2 separate regions of the Sus scrofa genome follow, and region 1 is linked to region 2. A link is a contact called in public HiChIP or PLAC-seq data. All regions are on one chromosome and are shown on one strand. The core of a region is the stretch at or near the end of the contact, and the rest is flanking DNA. Distances in the headings are between cores, read along the strand shown.

Region 1 (4,963 bases), core at 586-3,085, 200 kb before region 2:
GTATTTTTGGCTCACATTTTCTATGATTTTTATTCCCAGGTGTATGTAAACACGAAAAGCCAACAGGTAACCTATGTTCACTAGCAACTGGGGAATTGGCAGAGCATTAGCCCTAACGCCATTTCTCAAAAACAGTCAATTTGGCTTCGGGTGGCTGCCTCTGTGTGAATCGTCAGTTGAAGCTGACTGGTGGAGAACTTGTGCACCACTTCATGCTTTTGTTCTTGAAGCTAATTGTTCAGAACTTAAAAGTGTTCATGCCAGAAAGCCTTGTAGTGACATGCAAACTATCACGTTAAGAAAATAAGGGTCAGCACAACTGAAATATTATCCCTTACAGATACTTTTCTCCATGGTGAGCTTCAGTGGGGACATTTTTACTTTTGGATGAAAAAAACAGGAAAAGATCCTTTCAGCATGATTTCAGGTTTCTCACATCTTTTATTATTATTATTATTATTTTGTCTTTTTTAGGGCCACACCCACAGCATATGGAGGTTCCCAGGCTAAGGATCTAATCAGAGCTGTAGCCACTGGCCTACACCACAGCCACCGCGACACAGGATCCGAGCTGCATCTGCGACCTACACCACAGCTCATGGCAACGCCAGATCCTTAACCCACTGAGCGAGGCCAGGGATCGAACCTGCAAACCTCATGGTTCCTAGTGGGATTCGTTAACCACTGAGCCACGATGACGGGAACTCCTAACATCTTTTTAATGTAAAGCTTTGTGCCTTAGCTTATTTGCAGGTGACACAGTGAAGCATGGTTCTAGGTTTTAAACTTTCTGGACAACAGCATTGCCATAATATTTCCAGGTTGTATTTACCTTATTTCTTCTATTTACCTTTTAAAAGATGGTTTTGGCATTTTATTAAGGGTTAATATTTGAAGACTCCCTTGTACTCCAAATAACTTATACCTTTAAGAGTACACAGAACAATTTATTTTACTATATAATCCAAGTTTCTTTTACATGGCCATTTGTGTACTGAAGTGGTATCACATTATCTAAAAGTTTAATTGAACCTTAGAATTCTTTACTACTGAATTAATGGAAGAACTTCTATCATGTGCACATCTATGTGCCAAGTTTGTGTTTTGTTTTCTATTAAATATATCCCTTTTAATTTTATCTGAATAAAGGAGAATAACACATAGCTTTTCATGAATAATTGAATTAATCTGGCATTAATTTGCTTTATGTGTAAGCTGTTATTATTCTCCAAACTTATTCATTTTTGTGTCTCAATTTGTATTTTATTTTTTTTTCGCTTCCCCACCACTATCCTACTTACATTTTGCTGAAGATCCAAACATGCTCCTTATTGTAGCATGGTATGTATATGCAGCAGACATAATTTTTTTAAAGAAGATATAATGCATTAGGTTTACTCAACACCCATATTGGTGTTAACCACACATATCAGTGATGGAATTTGCAGTAGGGGATCCACTATGATTCTCTCTTTTTTTTTTTTTCTCATGTTCCTATTTTTGTAAGCTCAAAAGAGAGAACTTGACTCCAAAGACATGGTGTTGCTCCCGATCAAATTTTAAATGATATATAATTAGGTTTGTATGTGTCTTATACATTAAAGTTATATTCTTGGGAACCGGAACCAGAGACTTGGCTGGTGGCAAGAAATAACAAATTCTTCCTTCCCTTGTTTTGTCCGAATTCCTTCCTTCCTCTGTCAAACATCACAAAGCCCTCTTCAAAAAGAACACTCCATGAGTCAGAGAGATCCTCACTGCCCCACTCTCATTCTGTGTAAACCAGAGTCGGCACATGACACAGTTCAGCGCCAGGGCCCTGCCTGCTTGTCGGTTCTCCCAATTGACGTCTGTTCCCCTAATTGACAGCGCCTGTGACGCGTGTAGGCAGGTCTAGGCTCAGAGCAGCTCCCAGATCTGAGCACATGGGGAGGGGGGGAGGGAGAGGAGGACTAATCACTCCCGCTCCTTCATCTCCAGGAGAAGAAAAGCACCAGCTTGACTGTCCAGGATCATGTCAGAAACGCAAGACGACGTTATTTGCAAGGAGCACACAGGCAAGGGGAGCGGTGTCCCGGGCTGGACAATAAGGAGTTAGGAGAGCCGTTTCCAAGGGCCTCTGACAGCGGAGGTTCAGGATACAGCTGTGTGGCTGATCAACAAAGGAATTTTCAAAGGGTTCCTGGACAGGGATGAATACAATTATTCATCTAATGGCAGGTGCCGTGAAAGGAAGAAGTGCTGTTAACTCCTAATATGGAGAATGCAGTTAAGGGTCCAAGAGAATGAGAGCAAGAAAATTATAGAAAGCCAGCTCAGATACGCATGGCAATGCTGATAAATTAGTAACACAGCCTCAGGCATTTTGCCAAGACAACTGCCAACACCATGGCTCAGACTGTCAGCAGACATGTTTAGTACTATGTCAGAAAAGTCAAATTTCACTCTCCTATCCAGGGGAGGACAAGAATATATATATTTAAAGTGCCCCATTGCAATCCAGCCCATATATGTGAAACATGCTGTTTTTCACATGGTATCCTCAGTTTACTCCTGAGCTTTTTCGTGCTTAGATGGAGGATTTAATTAACGAAAAATCCAATCAATCCTTCTCTGAAAGGGATCATGGAGTCTTCCCAAATTAAATAGAGAGGCATCCAGCTAAGCTGGTTATCATTTGGAGATTCTTTCTCGCAAATTTTCAAACAGCAAGACAAACTTTGCCACACACAAGTCAGTCCAACCAGGAATTCTGCTGGGAAAGACTTTCATGAACACTATAGGTATTAATGATTTCTGCCAGTTTCAGCTCTGCAAAAACTGTGCCTGTTTCTTAGAGATAATGGTTGGGTTCTTCTGCCTCTTTACAAACCATTCCCTAATTTATCCCACTAGTAGTTATTGAATGTTTTTTATGTGCCAGACCCTTTAATAAAGCCTTGTTTATTGCTACTCAGTGTAAACTTTAGAAGAATGTAAACTATATATGAACCTAAAACGTTGCAGTTTTTTGATTATGTTGAGTTAATGCAACCATTAAGATAAAACTCCTAAAGGTGATTATTATTTTCTTTCTAAAATATCTGTTTCTTCTATCTTAAATTATAAGCTTCTGGGAGCAAGTTTTGAATCCAGGTGTTCTCATTTTTTTCTCCTAGACATTGCCCCATCAAAGGCCCTCAATATTTTCTGTAGATATTAACTCAGATATAAACAGATAAGCATACAAATATAATAATCATTAGAGCAAAAAGCAAAATATTAAACGAGTATAATTAAATAGAAAATGTCCATTGTTTACAGTCACTCATTCCATCCATGCACCCATTCCTCCTTCTAATCACTCATCCATTGATTTATTTCTTAATTCTACCATGTGTCAAGGATAATGCCAGATGCTAAGATAAATAAGTGAAACAGGCATGGACTCTGCAATCCCAGGGAGATTGTATTCTTCTGAAGGTGAAAGTAAACAAATAATTACATGTTGTGAGAAATACAAAAAATCCAGGTAGACATACTCCTCTCTGAGGAGGTGAGATTTAAAAAGTACTGATAGAATCAAAGAATCTCAGTTACTTTGCAGGTGGTGCAAAGGCTCTAGGCAGAGAAAGAGCTTGGTGACACCCCATGTATGGGGTTGAATAGTGTTTGCACAAAACTTCACACCCGCCTAGAACCTCAAAATATGATCTTATTTGGATATAGGGTCTTTACAGAAATAACCAAGTTAAGATGGGTTAGAGTGGACCCTCACTGAATAACTAGTGTTCTTGAAAGAATAGAAAAACATTTGGATGCAGAACAGGGAAGAAGGCCATCTGATCTCAGATGCAGAGCTTAGAGTCATGTTGCCATGAGCAAAAGAACACCAAGAATTGTAAGTGGAAGCAAAGAAGGATTCTTTCCTAGACCTTCAGAGGGAGCATGGCCCTGCCAACACCTTGGCTTTGGACTTCCAGCCTCCTAAACTGTGGGCAAAAAATTGAATTTATGTTGCTCAGAGCTGTTCAGTTTGTGGAAATTTGTTAGAGCAGCTGTAGCGAACTAATACACCTAGGAAATGTCAGGAGACTTCTAGAATCACTGGAAAAGAGAATTTTTTTTTTTCCCCAAAGCTGCTAATCTGGGTGACACACATGAGGCTATTTCGCCATGACTGAGGGGTACCTTGCCAGTCAATAAAATCGTGATGAGAAGCAGTAGATAGAGAAAACCCTCACTGAATATCTGGATTCAGCCCAAAGCCTTTTCTGTGCAAGTCATTTGAACTGAGTTTCTGTCATTCATGTCTTTAAAAAAACCTAAATAATACAGAAATTAGTACTTGGAAATAGAATGTTACACCTGGTGGCTCCTAAAATACAGGCTTGTCTGTGTCAAGATGAAGTTATGGGCAGAGAGAATATCTTTGTCTCAAGAGGAGATGTGGACATTTCCTTTATATGTCAGGAAATCAACTGATTCAGGTGGACGCCTGATGTTTCTGGAGATACAAACTCCATGCTTCATTGAGCCTGAGCTTGAGCAATTTCATAAAAACTATCAGGTCTGTGATTACAGTTTCTGGAAGATTTCGGTGAAATCCAGTGAGAAAGGCAAAACTTAAGTTGAAGAACACGGAAAATAGAAGGAAATATGTTTTGCTAAGAGTAACTCTATCTGCCTTTGGCTGGAAATTTTAAGTCTTTGAAAGCCTAGATAGATAGTTGTATACTTTGTTGGGTCAAAAGAGCCAAACTGTCCTAAACTGAAGGATATGAGAGCAAAAATGAGGAGTCTGGAACAAAGTGGGAGGGGGCCTTGGAGGAGATACTTCCCGACTCCGGAGACCCATCCTAAACTCCTGTCCTTAACACGCCCTCCTGTCTGTCCATGGGGACAGTGACCCCAACATAAAGGGTCATCACTGGGATGAAGCTTGTAAGCAGGACAGAACGTGCTCCTTCCAGAAGGCTTTCCA
Region 2 (5,148 bases), core at 1,464-3,963:
TACCTTAAATGCCTTATTTCTAAATACAGCCACCTTCTGAGGTCTTTGGGGGCTAAGACTTCAACACGTCTTTTTTGGAAGGGACACAACTCAGCCCATAACAATGACCACCCCCAAAACCGATGAATTTTAGATTTACTTCCACTTTCTGAAATACCATTGAAGTTGGTGCTAGCCTTTTAACTTGATAGTTAAAACTGATTTCAAGTGATAGTTTATGACAGGCCATGAGAGACAATCTTTGGTGGGGGGGGCGGGGAGTGGAAAGTCATTTCTTCCTAATTTGTGATGGCTTTGTAGGGTATTTAAGCAACTAACGTATTATAAGAAATGTTTTCCTGTCATGTAAAAAAATAAAATAAAATGAGAGTGGGTTTGGGTTGATCTGATAACCCACTCCCATGTGGTACATGATTTTCCTTTAAAGAAAATCATGGCGTTTACAATCGTGCCACTGAGAAGTGGCCTGTAGCTCAACGCCGCTCTGTTCTCCCACAGCTGCTGCGGTCACTATAATTCATCTCTAATGTTGGTTGATTTTTATTTTATTTTTCATTTTTATAGCTGCACTCACGGCATATGGAAGTTCCTGGGCTAAGGGTCCAATCGGAGCTGTAGCTGGAGCCTACACGACAGCCAGAGCAACAACAGATACTGCGTCTGTGACCTACACCAAGCTTTTGGCAATGCCGGGTCCTCAATCCCCTGAGCGAGGCCAGGCATCAAATCTGCACCCTCACGGACACTATGTTGGGTTATTAACCTGCTAATCCACAGTGGGAAGTCCTAATGTTTGTCTTTAAATCAAGCCTGTCTGTGGGACAGTGGTACATGGAGGACCTTCCTCCATTAGGTTCGTGGTGGCAGAGGAAAGGAGACGAATCCATGAAGGGCAGCCCTACAGCTAAAACATTTATTAGCATCAGGGGACAGGTTCTTCTTTGTGCTCACATGCATGGGAAAACACAAAGATCCAAATAAACCTCAAGCCTCACTTAGGTTAAAAAAAAAAAGTCCCTGTGCCATCGTTGCAGACTGCTCTGAGTCAAGGTAAAACTGCTTTAAATTTTTTTAATGCAATAAAATGAGCCCCAGACACAGACAAAGGGCCAGACAGTTCCTCACGTACTGAGCTCAACTGGCAATGGTTTTAGACCTTGAAAGCAGCTCCACTGAGAACACCTGATGGGCTGGAACAGGTGGCAGGTGGCAGAGGGCACAGCAGAGGGGCCTGGCCTCAGCTCTGCTCCAGCCATGCCAGGCTGAGTCGGAGGAGACCTTCTAGCACGGTGGCAATGCTGTCACCTGCTTCCCGTGCTCAGAGTTGGGAAGGGCTAGAGGCTCTTGCTCTTAAGTGTATCTGGAGGTCACATCACAGCCGCTATGATACCATCTTCCCTCCAACCTCCCTCTCTTGGTCCCATCGACCTCCCCACTCTGCTTGAGGCTCCTCTGTGGTTGCTGTCCTCACAACAGCTGGGACAACTCCAATTCTCCTGTTCCCCTAAAACTCAGCTTCTGCTCCCACTCCAATCATCATTTACAAACTCAGTTCCCTTCCCCCCCACACCCCGGCGGGGCTAGACATTAGGGGCTGGATTTTAAGGGAAACCTCATTGAATAACTTGAATGTTCATGTGAATAAGTAACATGAGTAAGTAATGAGAAGGCCATCTTGCTTCTCCAGGGGCCCTCGCGTTTCTCAATAATGGAAATTCGTTAGCTTAAGTGAATTGCCAATTCGTGGAACAGGGTTGCTGGAAGAAGCATAAGGAAAGTTTTCAGACAGGAAGAGAGATCTTTCTAGAAAGGAAATTTCAGCTCCCCCGAGACGTGTCCCTCTTGACTCCTACTTATAAATTTTAATTGTCAGTTTCTGGAAAAATCATAATGGTGAAACGAAAAGGACTTGCAGAATTTCCCTAGATTGTGAAAAGAGCCTCATTGACACTTGGCTTTTTCAGTTTTTAGACGAGTGTTTATTTTGTCTCATTTGTTGGGCGTTATCTAAGTGAGCTGAGATAGCATAACTTCCAAATACTGTCCTATGGAAAAAGCCGAGGTCATCTTATGTATAAGCAACATGGGATACTGCCGGCACGATGTTTCTTTTTTTTTTTTTTTCATAATTTGTTGATAGTGGTTTAGGGGTTTTTGTTTTGTTTTGTTTTGCCATTGGTGGAAATGTGATAATGCAACATAGCAGTGAGCCTCTGCAAATTGCAAGTGGGACTCTGCTGCCTTAAACCCAAGCTCTGCTGCTGTCTACCCATGGACCAGGGGCAGCTCCTTTCTCCTCTCTGTGCCCCAGTCCCTTCCTGTGCACTAACCTTCCCTATGTTGTACAGTCACCCCGAGGATTCTATCAGTCAATGCCAAGGGCTTAGCACAGCCCTTGACACCTCGTAAATGCTCAGCAAATTCGAGTTCGACTGCTGTTGTTCTTACCTTTATCCTACCTATCCACTTTGAAAAGCCGACTTCATTTCATGTTCAAAGTCCTAAAAGCTGAATACACATCATGTCCCAGACCTAGGGAGACCAGTCTGGGCCGTATGACTACAACAGCTACGTGTCAGAAGATGTAGATACTTTCAACTTAGCAGCACGTAAACATGACTTCATTTTCCATTCCTTGTTACTATACTCACAGTTTATAAACAAATACACGGTAACCTTGAGGGAGGCCTGGTATGTCCGGTTTCAGTAGTCGCCAGCTGGGCTGAGGGCTGCTGGCCTTGTGTCAAGCGCAAGCTCCCTGATGCTGGTCATTAGCTGCCAGGAAATGCCTTCCTTATTCGTCATGATTGCCTGATGATTTTCTAGTAAGAGAGTGTTAATACTGTACGCAGCGCTGCAACTGCAAGCTGAATCAGTAAAGTGATTGCCTTGTCAAAGGGACAGTATGCTGTTTACTTCGGAGTTCCCAAGACCCTTGCTATTAGGAGTTAGTCCCATAATTAAGAGCGGAAAAAGTAAGTGGGACTCAGAGGTTAGGGATTCATTCTATCCGTGGATGCATTATTGGGCCTACTGTGTGCCCAGCATTGCCCTACTAGGAAGAAGAAGTGGCCTGGGCTTACACAGACATTTGGTCTTGTTCGAGAGACACAACTACGGGGCATGAACCAGTGGAAAAAACAGAACTTTTTGTCACCATTTGATAATGTGTCACAACCTGATATTGACATAAATAGTACTAATTAAAAACAATTCTTGGCCATAAAGTGTTCTGAACTTAGGCCAGCTATCTGGATATGGTCAAGCAATCAGCAATGATATCTGAGAACTTTTAATGTTGATTTTGAATGTTCCACGTAAGACTTAGGATGGCTCTTTGTGTTTCTTTCTTCTAAAAGCCACTTGGTAACCAGACCTCAAAATGAGAAAATGCTAAAGAGAACCTTTTTTTGTGATCTGAAGCTTTTCTGCTAAAAAATGACCACACAAAGATGCCCAGATAAACACATGAGGGACCTACTCTAAGTGCAAAACTCTTTACCAAGGTGTTGTGCCAGGAATCAGAGGTGCCCAATAAATGTTAGATGAATGAAGCATGGGAGAAGGAAGTGCAGGAGGTGTGTCTAACACACCCTGACCAGCCAGGGCCTGCCCTTTACCAGGCTCTAAGCAGGAAGTTAACCATGTAAACCCAGAAGGATGGGCGTCTGTCCTGCAAGGTCATTCTGCTATCATCTTGATGCTTAACGCATTATGTTCAAAAGGCAAAGAACAGTGCAAAAACAGGCCTGGCCTTGAGCTTTTCAAGCAAATATTAAAGATTAAGCTAACTTCTACATTATCACTGATGACCTAAATCCTGAAATCCAGTATCTTGGTTTTTAAAGGGCATTTGATTTTGGTACGATGCTTTAGCAACATGATTGGACCCCAAACATATTTGATCATCTGTAATCACTAGCTGAGCTTTAACAGTCTGTTTCTATCCAGATAATCTTTATGATGAACATTCAAAACCAAAATTCTTAGCTGATAAAGATGCTTCTTCTTCCTTGTGGAGGAGAGACACAGCGTCCTAACGATACACTGAAGGGCAGGACTCACAGCTCATATTGACTGTGATGGACTTTAGTTAGCTCCTTAAAACTGAAGGTAGTTTCAGCTCAGTTTCCTGTGGCCATGGGTCCCAGGAACAGCACAGACAGCTGAAATTTTGAAAATAAACAGGTTATGTCTTATAGTTTCAGCTTCCTCTCTAGTTTTGGCAAAGAAGGAAAAGGAAGCTGAGATTTCAGCTCCTCTCCTTATGCCTTCTTCAGGTGACTGAGTGTTGCTGTTTCTCTTGAATTCATACGTTGACATTCTAAGCCCTAATGTGATGGCATCCGGAGGTGGGGCCTTTGGGAGGTGACTAGGTCATGAGGATGTAGCCCTTATGAATGAGATTAGCGCCCTCGTGAAAGAGACCCCAGAGGGCGCCTTGCCCCTCCTCCAGGTGAGAGCGCAGCAAGCAGACAGCTGTGAATCCGCAAGTAGAACCCAATCCTGCTGGTGCCCTAAGCTCCCAAGAATTGTGAGAAATTTCTTTTGTTTATGAGTCACCCCGCCTATGGTAATTGTTATAGCAGGTCAAGAAGACTCTGACACCTTCTATGTCAAAATACTAGTTTTCTTTTTTTATAATATTCTTTGTCTTTAAATTAAAGTATCATTAATTTACAACATTGTGCCAATTTCTGCTATAAGGCCAAGTGACTCCTGTATATGATCTTTATCTCATACTATCTTCCATTACGTTCTATCCCAAGAGATTGGATAGAGCTCCCTGTGCTGTACAGTAGGACCTCATTGCTTATCCATTCCAAATGTTAATAGTTTACATCCAGTGATCCCTGCCTTCTCCCATCTCAGTTGGCAACCGCAAGTCTGCTCTCTATGTCTGTGAGTCTACTTCTGTTTTTGTTGTTATTGTCATTTTTGGCTATATTGGAGCATATGGAAGTTCCCAGGCCAGAGACTGAATATTCGACCTATGCTGCAGCTGTGGCCTGTGTAGCAGCTGTAACCTGTGCTGCAGCTGCAGCAATGCTAGGCTTTTTAATCTACTGAGCTGGGCTGGGGATGGGACTTGTGCCTACTCAGTGACCCAAACCACTGCATTCAGATTCTTAACCCACAGCACCACAG

Evidence for each region. HiChIP or PLAC-seq counts read pairs in DNA pulled down with a chosen protein or histone mark.
Region 1: a contact with region 2 is called in an H3K27ac HiChIP or PLAC-seq map of skeletal muscle. The contact joins two enhancer-like sites. A contact is called at or near these places in 3 of 47 Hi-C or Micro-C datasets (embryonic fibroblasts, fibroblasts and mesenchymal stem cells) and 1 of 2 datasets of contacts at active chromatin or transcription factors (skeletal muscle).

Annotation. Positions count from the first base shown.
Region 1 is chr10:22,274,618-22,279,580 of Sscrofa11.1, reverse strand. No RefSeq gene overlaps it. Among named protein-coding and RNA genes, the nearest start is that of TRNAE-UUC, 360 kb to the right of the region's middle. Within about 2 kb of position 1,835, at least 32 of the 83 cell types and tissues checked have an H3K27ac peak or open chromatin away from gene starts, as enhancers often do. A contact at or near this core is called in embryonic fibroblasts and skeletal muscle, where this site is marked.
Region 2 is chr10:22,078,511-22,083,658 of Sscrofa11.1, reverse strand. No RefSeq gene overlaps it. Among named protein-coding and RNA genes, the nearest start is that of TRNAE-UUC, 160 kb to the right of the region's middle. Within about 2 kb of position 2,713, at least 40 of the 83 cell types and tissues checked have an H3K27ac peak or open chromatin away from gene starts, as enhancers often do. A contact at or near this core is called in embryonic fibroblasts and skeletal muscle, where this site is marked.